Linked DNA regions of Callithrix jacchus: region 1 is linked to region 2. Evidence: chromatin contacts called from public Hi-C data. All regions are on one chromosome and are shown on one strand. Each heading gives the region's core, a stretch centred on a gene start, on an enhancer-like site or on the middle of the called end of the contact. The rest is flanking DNA. Distances are from core to core; before and after follow the strand shown. Region 1 has its middle 6.9 kb from the start of ZNF213. Region 2 holds the start of IL32 (interleukin 32).

The links. A called contact is a pair of places that touch in the nucleus more often than the background predicts.
Region 1: a Hi-C map of induced pluripotent stem cells shows a contact between it and region 2, with 4 times the contacts expected there. The contact joins the enhancer-like site here to the promoter of IL32 in region 2.

Annotation. Positions count from the first base shown.
Region 1 is chr12:5,293,370-5,298,090 of calJac240_pri, forward strand. No RefSeq gene overlaps it. Among named protein-coding and RNA genes, the nearest start is that of ZNF213, 6.9 kb to the right of the region's middle. Within about 2 kb of position 3,027, at least 4 of the 16 cell types and tissues checked have an H3K27ac peak or open chromatin away from gene starts, as enhancers often do.
Region 2 is chr12:5,227,626-5,232,553 of calJac240_pri, forward strand. IL32 (interleukin 32) reads left to right here and starts at 2,336. Exons shown (of 7, transcript XM_078344478.1): 1 at 2,336-3,685; 2 at 3,953-3,992. The coding sequence starts at 3,252.

The DNA of each region.
Region 1 (4,721 bases), core at 1,777-4,276, 66 kb after region 2:
AAATACAGAAACAGCTGGTGTGGTGCTGTGCACCTGTAATCCCAGCTACTTCGGAGGCTGAGGCAGGAGAATCACTTGAACCCAGGAGGTAGAGGTTGCAGTGAGCCGAAATTGTGCCATTACACTCCAGCCTGGGAGACAAGGGCAAAACTCCATCTCAAAATAAATAAATTTGAAATCATAGATGAAATAAATGATTTCCTGGAAAATATAAACTATCAAAATTTACTCAAGAAGATACAGAAATTCTGAATAGCCAATGTCCCATAGAAAAAATTATACAAATAGACATAAGGAGTAAAGATACTTTTTAAAAGTTAAATTTAAAAAATTTTGGGGGGGACGGAGTCTTGCTCTGTCACCAGGCTGGAGTGCAGTGGCAAAATCTTGGCTCACTGCCTCGGTCTCCTGGGTTCAAGCGATTCGCCTGCCTCAGCCTCTGAAGTAACTGGGACTAGAGGTGTGTGCCACCATGCCAGGCTAATTTTTGTATTTTTAGTAGAGACAGGGTTTCACCATGTTGGCCAAGATGGTCTCAATCTCTTGACCTCGTGATCTTCCCACCTTGGCCTCCCAAAGTGCTGGGATTACAGGTGTGAGCCACCGCGCCCAGCCGATACTCTTTACTTTCAGTTATTTTTTAGAGACGGTATCTAGCTCTGTTGCCATGGCTGGTGTGCAGTGGCATGATCCTGGTTCACAGCAGCCTGGATAGAACTCCTGGGTTCAAGTGATCCTCCCCCCTCAGCCTCCTGAGTACCTGGAACTACAGGTGCCAATAAGCCCAGCTAATTAAAAGATTATTATTTTTTTTTTTGGTAGAGACAAGGTCTCACTATGTTGTCCAGCCTGGTCTTGAACTGTTGGCCTCAAGTTATCCTCCTGCCTGGGCCTCACAAAGTACTGGGATTACATGTATGAGCCATCACACCCAGCCCTCTCTATTTTGAACAGCCATGTGTCCATCAAAAAGCTCCCATTACAGAAGGGGAAAAGCGATAGAGGAGAATAACTAGAAGTCCTTCTGCTGGAAATACGAATATATAGAACTTCCTTAATAAGAACACAAATATCAACCGGGCATAGTGGCGGGCGCCTGCAGTTCTAGCCACTCGGGGGGCTGGGGTGGGAGGATCATTGAGCCTGGGTGTTCCAGGTTCCAGTGAGCAGTGACTGTACCACTGCTGCAGCCCGGGTGAAAGAACAAGACCCTGACTTGTTATTTTGCACAAATACATATCAGAGACCAACAATAGAGACTCAGCTGAATGCCATTAAAAGCAATTTCATGAACTTAAGATACCAGACAACTATGTCTGCAGTCTTCAACTTTTAACACCGTTTTGAGAGTCGTGAGCAGTGCTGTAAGATTGACAGAATGAGTATAAATTCGCAGAAAAACCCTTTACTTTCTTCATTTATAGACTATTTTCTAGCTAGAAAAAAAAAACAAAAAAACAAAGTGTGCCGGATTCGGTGGGTCACGCCTGTAATCCCAGCACTTCAGGAGACTGAGGCAGGTGGGTCACTTGAAGTCAGGCGTTTGAGACCAGCATGGGCAACATGGTGAAACCCAGTCTCTACTAAAATACAAAAATGAGCCGGGCACGGTGGTGCACCACCTGTAATTCCTGCTACTTAGGAGGCTGAGGCAGGAGAAGTGCTTGATCTGGGAGGGGAAGGTTGCAGTGAGCCAAGATTGAGCCACTGCACTCCAGCCTGGGTGACATAGCTAGACTCCATTTAAGGAAAAAAAAAAAAAAAAAAAGAGCCGGGCTTGGTGATTCACGCCTGTAATTTCAGCACTTTGGGAGGCTGAGGTGGGTGGATCACCTGAGGTCAGGAGTTCGAGACCAGAATGATTAACATGGAGAAACCCTGTCTCTACTAAAAAAAATTATCCGGGTGTGATGGCACATGCCTGTAAACCCAACTACTCGGGAGGCTGAGGCAGGAGAATCGCTTGAACACGGGAGGCGGAGGTTTCGGTGAGCCGAGATCGTGCCATTGCACTCCAGCCTGGGTAATAAGAGAGAAACTCCGTCTCGAAAAAAAACAAAACAGAACAAAACAAAAACCCACAAACAACAACAACAACAAAAAAAAAACAAGCAGCCGGGCTCGGTGGCTCACGCCTGTAATCCCAGCACTTTGGGAGGCCGAGGTGGGTGGATCACGAGGTCGAGATCGAGACCTCCCTGGTCAACATGGTGAAACCCCGTCTCTACTAAAAATACAAAAAAAAAAAAAAAAAAAATTAGCTGGGCATGGTGGCGCGTGCCTGTAATCCCAGCTACTCAGGATGCTGAGACAGGAGAATTGCCTGAACCCAGGAGGCGGAGGTTGCGGTGAGCCGAGATCGCGCGATGGCACTCCAGCCTGGGTAACAAGAGCGAAACTCCGTCTCAAAAAAAAAAAAAACAAGTAACATGGAAAATTATCAGACGGGATAAGAAAGTACAATTAGGTGGTCAACTTCAATATAATTTTATTCGTTTGTCACATATATATTATTATGTATTTATTGTATGCAATATATAAGATATTTATTATATATTATATATTTGCCATATGTATATATATTTATTCAAGTATGCCATATATTTTCTAAGTAGAAAACACAGTTCGTGTGCCAGTCACCAGCGTACGGCCTCTCAGCCCGGACACACCCGTTCTGTTCTGCTCTGTGATACTGAGCTGGATCGCACCTGTTGGCACCCAGCTGGACACTGCACACACGTCCTTGCTGGCCAGCTTCATGCAGTTCTTTGCCGACAGAGGGCGATGGAGGAACACCGTCAGGTCAAAGGGGAAGGGACGGACTGTCCCTCCTGGTGCACTTCTCCAACGAGGCCAGCAGAGGGAGCCAGCGGCCCTCACTTCCGCCGTCCTCACCTTGGTCCGGCTCCTACCCGCGTTTCCGCCGTCCACCAGCTGTGAGTTCTCGCGACAGCCGATCCTTCTGAGGTCCAGTCTCCGCCTTGAAGTGAAAGGGCTTGAAGGGATCTTTCGTGTTTCCAAGTTTCCTCCCTTTTTACTTCCTTAGTCCCCGGGGCACAAGTTCCTTCCTGCAGTTGCTCTTCTGTAAATCTTAGAAATCTCTTTTCCAGCTGGGTAGTAAACCATCTTTACAATTGAACAATTCTTTTTATTAAATTTTCTCTTCAAAACACTGGTGTGGGAGAGCGCGGGAGCTCACGCCTGTAATCCTAACACTTTGGGAGGTTGAGGCAGGCCGATCACTTGAGGTCAAGAGTTCGTGAGCAGCCTGGCCAACACGGTGAAACCCAATTTCTACTAAAATTACAAAAAAATTAGCCGGGTGTGGTGATGCACGCCTGTAATCCCAGCTACTCAGGAGGCTGAGCCAGGAGAATCCCTTCAACCCAGTAAGTGGAGGTCGCAGTGAGCCTGAGCTGAGATCGCACCACTGCACTCAAGCCTTGGTGACAGAGTGACACTCGGTCTCGGGAAAACAAATAAATAAATAAATAATAAACTCTATTACAGACTTGTTTCTCAATTTCCAGTTATGTTATATGGCTTTCTACATTCCATTGTTTTTTGTTTTTGTTTTTGAGGCAGGGTCTTACTCCGTCACCCAGGTTGGAGTGCTGGGGCACAATCATGGCTCACTGCATCCTCTGCCTCCCTGGTTCAAGTGATCCCCATCTCAACTTCCCAAGTACCTGAGGCTACTGGTGCACATCACCATGCCCAGCTAATTTTTTGCATTTTTGGTAGAGACAGGGTTTCACCATGTTGCCCACGCTGGTCTAGAGCTCCTGAGCTCAGACCATCCACCTGTCCTGGCTCCCAAAGTGCTGAGATTAAAGGTGTGAACCACTGCACCTGGCCTTCCAGTAGTTTTATAATAGGATTTGATAGGGCAGTTTCCCACATTTAAAGATTGTTGAGAAATACTGTCATGAATATTGATGAATACTGAGTCTATGATATACTATGTTGTTTGCAGGGAAGAAAGACGGCAAGGAAAACCTAGCTGGTCCCCCTGGCCAGTGGAAAACCACTTGGGGCATTCCAAATTGGCAGGACAATGTGTAAGTATCATACACCGGTTAAAACAATTCTTTGAGATACCTGCCCCTGCCCCCGTGGCTTCCTCGTGAAGAATACCTGTAATCAGTGGTAAGCAGGGAACAGCTGCCTACTTGGTATGTTTTTGAGTTATGAGAAAATAAACTCCTGTGTGTTAATAATAATAACCTGTTCAGAGAGGTAAAGTACATGGGTGAGAATCTGCTCGGGGCCCTCACCCTGGAATGCTGTCAGCCCCAGAGGCTCTCAGTTCAGAAGGCTGCTGACCCCCAAAACAGACCCACTTTGCTGTTCTATCTGGGCGTCTGCCTCTCATTCCATCAGCGCTGCCTGGGTGGGGGTCTCTCTGGGGGAGCTGGTACTCGGTAAAATATTTCTTGATTAGTGCATTTTTCTTGACTAATTTCAGAGCAACTTTATAAAATTCCAAAACACGCCCAGCCAGGTTTTTCTGACACATTTGTGCATGTTTATGGGGCACAGTGTGATGTTTCAATACATGCTTACGTTAGGGAATCACTGAATTGGGGTAACAAGCATATCACCTCAATTTTTTTTTTTTTGGCTGATGTTAGGTGGTTAGACAGACATTAGTAGCTGGGAGGGGGTGGAAAAGAAGAGCAGAAAAGCTGTCACTAAGACAGTCCCTGGCCCACCTAACT
Region 2 (4,928 bases), core at 1,086-3,585:
AAGTTGGTTCTGGGGCATGCGGAGGAGGGATGGTCACTGTGGAACTAGGGTGCTGGCTGCGTGGAGACGTCCACAGCCTTTAACATTTTAAGTCTGCTGCACAAAAATGTCATGTCGAAGTGATTACTTTTATTTTTTAAGTATTATTTAAAAATCGTATGGTCTCGTAATCAAAATTGTGCTTCAAAGGACATCATTCAGAAAGTTGGGAAGAGGCAGGGTGCAGTGGTTCACGCCTATGATCCCAACAGTTAGAGAGGCCAAACTGGGAGGACCGCTTGAGCCCAAGAGCAAGACCAGCCTAGGCAACACAGTGAGACACTGTCTCTACAAAAAATTCAAAAAATTAGTCGTGCATGGTGGTGGCACACATCTGTAGTCCCAGCTCCTGGGAAGGCTGAGCGAAGAGAATCGCTTGAGGCAGAGAAGTCTCGGCAGCACTGAGCTGTGATCACACCACTGCACTCCACCCTGAGCAACAGATCTGTCTCAAAAAATAAAAATTTAAAAAATTGGCCGGTCACGGTGGCTCACGCCTGTAATCCCAGCACTTTGGGAGGCTGAGGCAGGTGGATCACGAGGTCAAGAGATCGAGACCATTCTGGTCAACATGGTGAAACCCCTTCTCTACTAAAAATACAAAAAATTAGCTGGGCGTGGTGGTGCGCGCCTGTCATCCCAGCTACTCAGGAGGCTGAGGCAGGAGAATTGCCTGAACCCAGGAAGGAGGCAGAGGTTGCGGTGAGCCGAGATCGCGCCATTGCACTCCAGCCTGGGTAACAGAGCGAAACTCCATCTCAAAAAAAAAAAAAAAAAAAAAGACACAGGGAATAACAGACGTTGCTGCGGATGTGGAGGAAGCAGACCCTCGTATACTGCTGCCGGGAATGTAAAATGACACAGACAATGAAAAGTAGTCTGCTGTTCCTCAAAAGGTTAAAAACACGTTTCCCATGTAACCCAGCGATTCTTCTCCTTCATACACATCCAAGAGAGCTGAAAACACACGTGCCACAGAAACTTGTACGTGAATGTTCCCAGCAGCATTATATTTGGAATAGCCAAAAGGTGGAAACAGCCCAAATGTCCTTAGAGGGATGAATGGAGAAACCAAAATGTGGTCTGTCCATGCAGTAGAATATTATGCAGCCAGAAAAAGGCACGAAGGACTGTCCGTGTTACCACACACACGAACCTCAAGAACGTTAGGCTCAGTGAAAGAGGCTGGACACAGAACATCACCTAGTATGTAATTATACTTATATGAAACGTCTGAGGGAGATGCATCTATTGAGACCAAAAGTAGATGAGGCTAGGCACGGTGGCTCACACCTGTAATTCCAGCACTTTGGGAGGCCAAGACGGGCAGATCACGAAGTCAGGAGATCGAGACTCGCTGATCAATGTTGGAAACAGATGCTTGGTGCCACAAAGAAAAATCAGCACTGAGACAAAGGATCTTTCAGCAACATAATTTTTACTTCCTGGACTGCAGGAAGGGAACCCTCGCTAGCCATCGGGCCATGAGAGTACAATGAACAAAGGAAAACACACACATTTATCCCTCACCCATTTGGGGTCGTCCTTACCGCTGTGTCTGATCTCCGTTGGCTGGAGCCAGACCTCACAATCTAAACTAAAACCCGATTGGCTAAAAACTTAAAACTTTCTAAACAGGTAAAAGCAGTGGAGAGCTGGGACAGGCCTGTGAGCACGTCCAGCACAGATATGTTGGTTAAAGTACAAGGAGAACGTCACAGATATGTTGGCTAAAGTACAAGGACATAGAATGTACTACGTGCCTGTAAGCATGGCGTGTCTAACAGCTACTTAGGAGAGGGCTGGACAAAGTTATTAGCACACCTGCTCTTTAACAAGAAAGGAAACTATTAAAAGCAACTTTTCTACTTCCTACAACCAACATGGTGAAACCCCATCTCCACTAAAAATACAAAAAATTATCTGGGCACGGTGGCGCGTGCCTGTGGTCCCAGCTACTCAGGAGGCTGAGGCAGGAGAATTGCCTGAACCCAGGAGGCGGAGGTTGCGGTGAGCCGAGATCGTGCCATTGCACTCCAGCCTGGGCAACAGAGCAAGACTCCATCTCAAAGAAGAAAAAAAAAAAAGGAAGTAGACGAGTGGTCGTCCATGGAAATGAGCATCGGTGGTGGTGTCTCAGAGGGCAGAACTTCTCTCAGGCGCTGAACACGTTTAGCGGGTGCTGGTGAGGCTCACGCCGTTCCCTGCTTTGAATCGCACAGCTTAACGAGTACATTGCCTTGCCTGTGAATTACGTCACATGAAGCTATAAAAACAGGGAACAGTCTGGATGGATGACTTTGGATGGTGGCCTTTGTGAGTCACGGAGGGGCTAGGGTTGCCGGGCGAGTGAGTCTCTAGGAGCTGAAGCCTAGAGCAAGACTTGTAGCTGGTGCGGGAGTGGCTTCCTTCTCTTTCCCACTCTACAGTTCAGAGATGGCTCAGGGAAGATCTGCGCTTCCTAACTGTGGAGAGGGGGCTGCACGCAGTGGAACGGACTCCCAAGTGGCAGGCAGGTGACAACCAGTGTCTAGTCCACCCGAGTGAAGATTTCACCAGGAAAGCGTGGTTTCTAGGTTCTGTCTCTCCGGGTCTCCTCGGAGAATGTAATGGGACACATTGTGTCCAAGCTGAAGTCCTCACCCCAGGACCTCAGAATGTGCTCTTATTTGGAAACAGGGTCATTATGGAGGTGATGAAGTGACAATGAGGATACTGGGGTGGAACCGACTTCAATGTGACTGCTGTCCTTATGAAAAGGGGAAGTGTGGACAGTCATAGCCAGAAAGAACGCGATGGAGATGAAGGTGGCCACGTACAAGGGCGGGAGAGAGGCAGGATCCCAGCTCCACGGCCTCGGAAGGACGCAGCGCTGCCCACCCTGACCCTGGACTTCCAGCCTGCAGACTGTGCGAGAAGAGATGTCTGCAGTCAGGGATGCTTGTTGTGCTGCTGCCTCAGGGCAGCCCCAGAAGCCATCCCGAGGTCAAGGCTGTGGTTGTGCTCAGCTGGGGGGCTTGGCCACCAGGCTGGGGCATGAGGAGGAGGTGGGAGGCCCAGCCAGGCTGGTGGGTCAGAATCCGGGGGGCTAGAGAAGCCGGCAGGGGAGCCTCAGGATTGCTGGAACCAGTGACCTTCTGCCCCCGCCGGCCTTGCCTCGGCCCAGAAGGCGTCAGGAGAGCCTGGCCAGCCAAGCTCAGACTGTCAGCAGGATGCCTCTCACCCTGCAGAGGGTCCTATCTTGTCCCACAGGTAGATCTACACCACCACTAGCCGCCCCTCCAACTTGCACAGGCCCCCGCCCTCCAGGGCCTCCTTTTCGGTCTGGCGGGTCCTGCCTCCTCCTCACCCAGAAGCTTCTCTGGCCCTCTGGAGTCCGGGCACACCTTATGCAAGGACAATGTCCACATTCCTTTGTCCTTGGACTCCACTTGGCTGAGGTCTCCTCCCTGGGCTCTGGGAGTTTCCCCAGCCTGCTTTCCCAAGTCTGGACTTTCCCTCTGGCCCTCCCCCTCTCGGGCTGGCAGGGTGGGGGAAGCAGCCTCTTCCTGGGCTCAGAGAATCCCACCCCAGCTCAGAAGGTGCAGGACCGCAGCCCGGGACGGACCTCATCCCTCCTAGGGACTCCAGACCACTGTCTCTCTCAGGTAAGTCTCTATCTCTGTCTGTCTCTGTCTCTGTCTCTTTTTCAGCCACTCAGCCCGGCCTCCTGCCCTGGGAGTGGCTCCACCCATTACGCCCCTTCCACCAATAAAACCAGCTGAGTTTGTGCTAGGCTGGGTAGAGGAGGCAACTGTCTCAGTGGTGCTGGGTCATCCCGGGTGGGGAGTTGGGGTCTCTGAATGTGAGAGCCCTCTGGGGAGGAGAGTGCTTCTCTGAGACACTTTTCCTCACACCTGTCACTCACCAGCAGGTCCTGGCTCCTGGAACTCTTGGCCACCATGGTTTCCGAGGTGAGCAAGAGGCTGCGTGTGCTTTTGTGGACTTGTCTGAAAAAACCCCGTAAGGTCGCGTGTGCGCTAAGAATTTCTCTAGCTGCCTGTGTGTGTGAGGCTCAGTCAGGGGCGCCGAGTGACAGGACAGTGACGGACGAAGGTACCGTTGGAGGTGCTGGAGGGTGTGTGTGTCAGGGGTGCTGGAGAAGGGCAGGGGTGCCGATGAGAGAAAGCACCAGGCCCAGGAACCCCTCACAGCCCAGAGAGCCCGGGCCAGGGGCGGGCAGCGCTCTCCTAGAAACCGCTCAGAGAATGCTCCTCTCGGGAGCTGGCTCAGCTGGGCAGGCCTGAGAGCAGGGCCCAGATCTGGGCCTGGGTGTGTTTTCCTCTTTTCCTGGGTTCCTTCCCACTTCCTGTCCTCTACCCCTGCCCCACCCCAAATGCGAGACCCACCAGACCCTCCAGGGAGCTCTGTGGCCCGTGACAATGGAGTTTTCCAGGTTGTGGCCTGGCCCAGGTTCAAGACAGGGACCCAAAGGACATGTGGCTCCCACAGGCCGGCACGTGGCTGCTTTTGCCCTGTGTCATGGGAAGTGGACCATTGCTGCCTCCAAGTGTGCAGACATCTGCCCTGCCCAGAACACCTCCCAGGCCCTGCTCAATCTGTGGTGACACTCACCACTCTGCGGTGGGGGAAGCCAGGCATGTCACCCCCAGACTAGGGCCTTAACATGGGGTCTTAGCGGGGAGTCTGTGGGGTACCTCCTGCCTCTGTGGGTGCAGCCACATGTCTGCAGACAGGAATGGCCCGGGCACTGTGGGCACAGGTTGGCAGTTGGTTATAGGGTGGACCTACCTGGCACTCCTGAATCTTAATCAGCTCCTCAGAGAGGGACGGCCACTGTGGCCTCCCTGAAAGTTCTTCCTTGGCCACCTCTCACCTGGGACCACAGT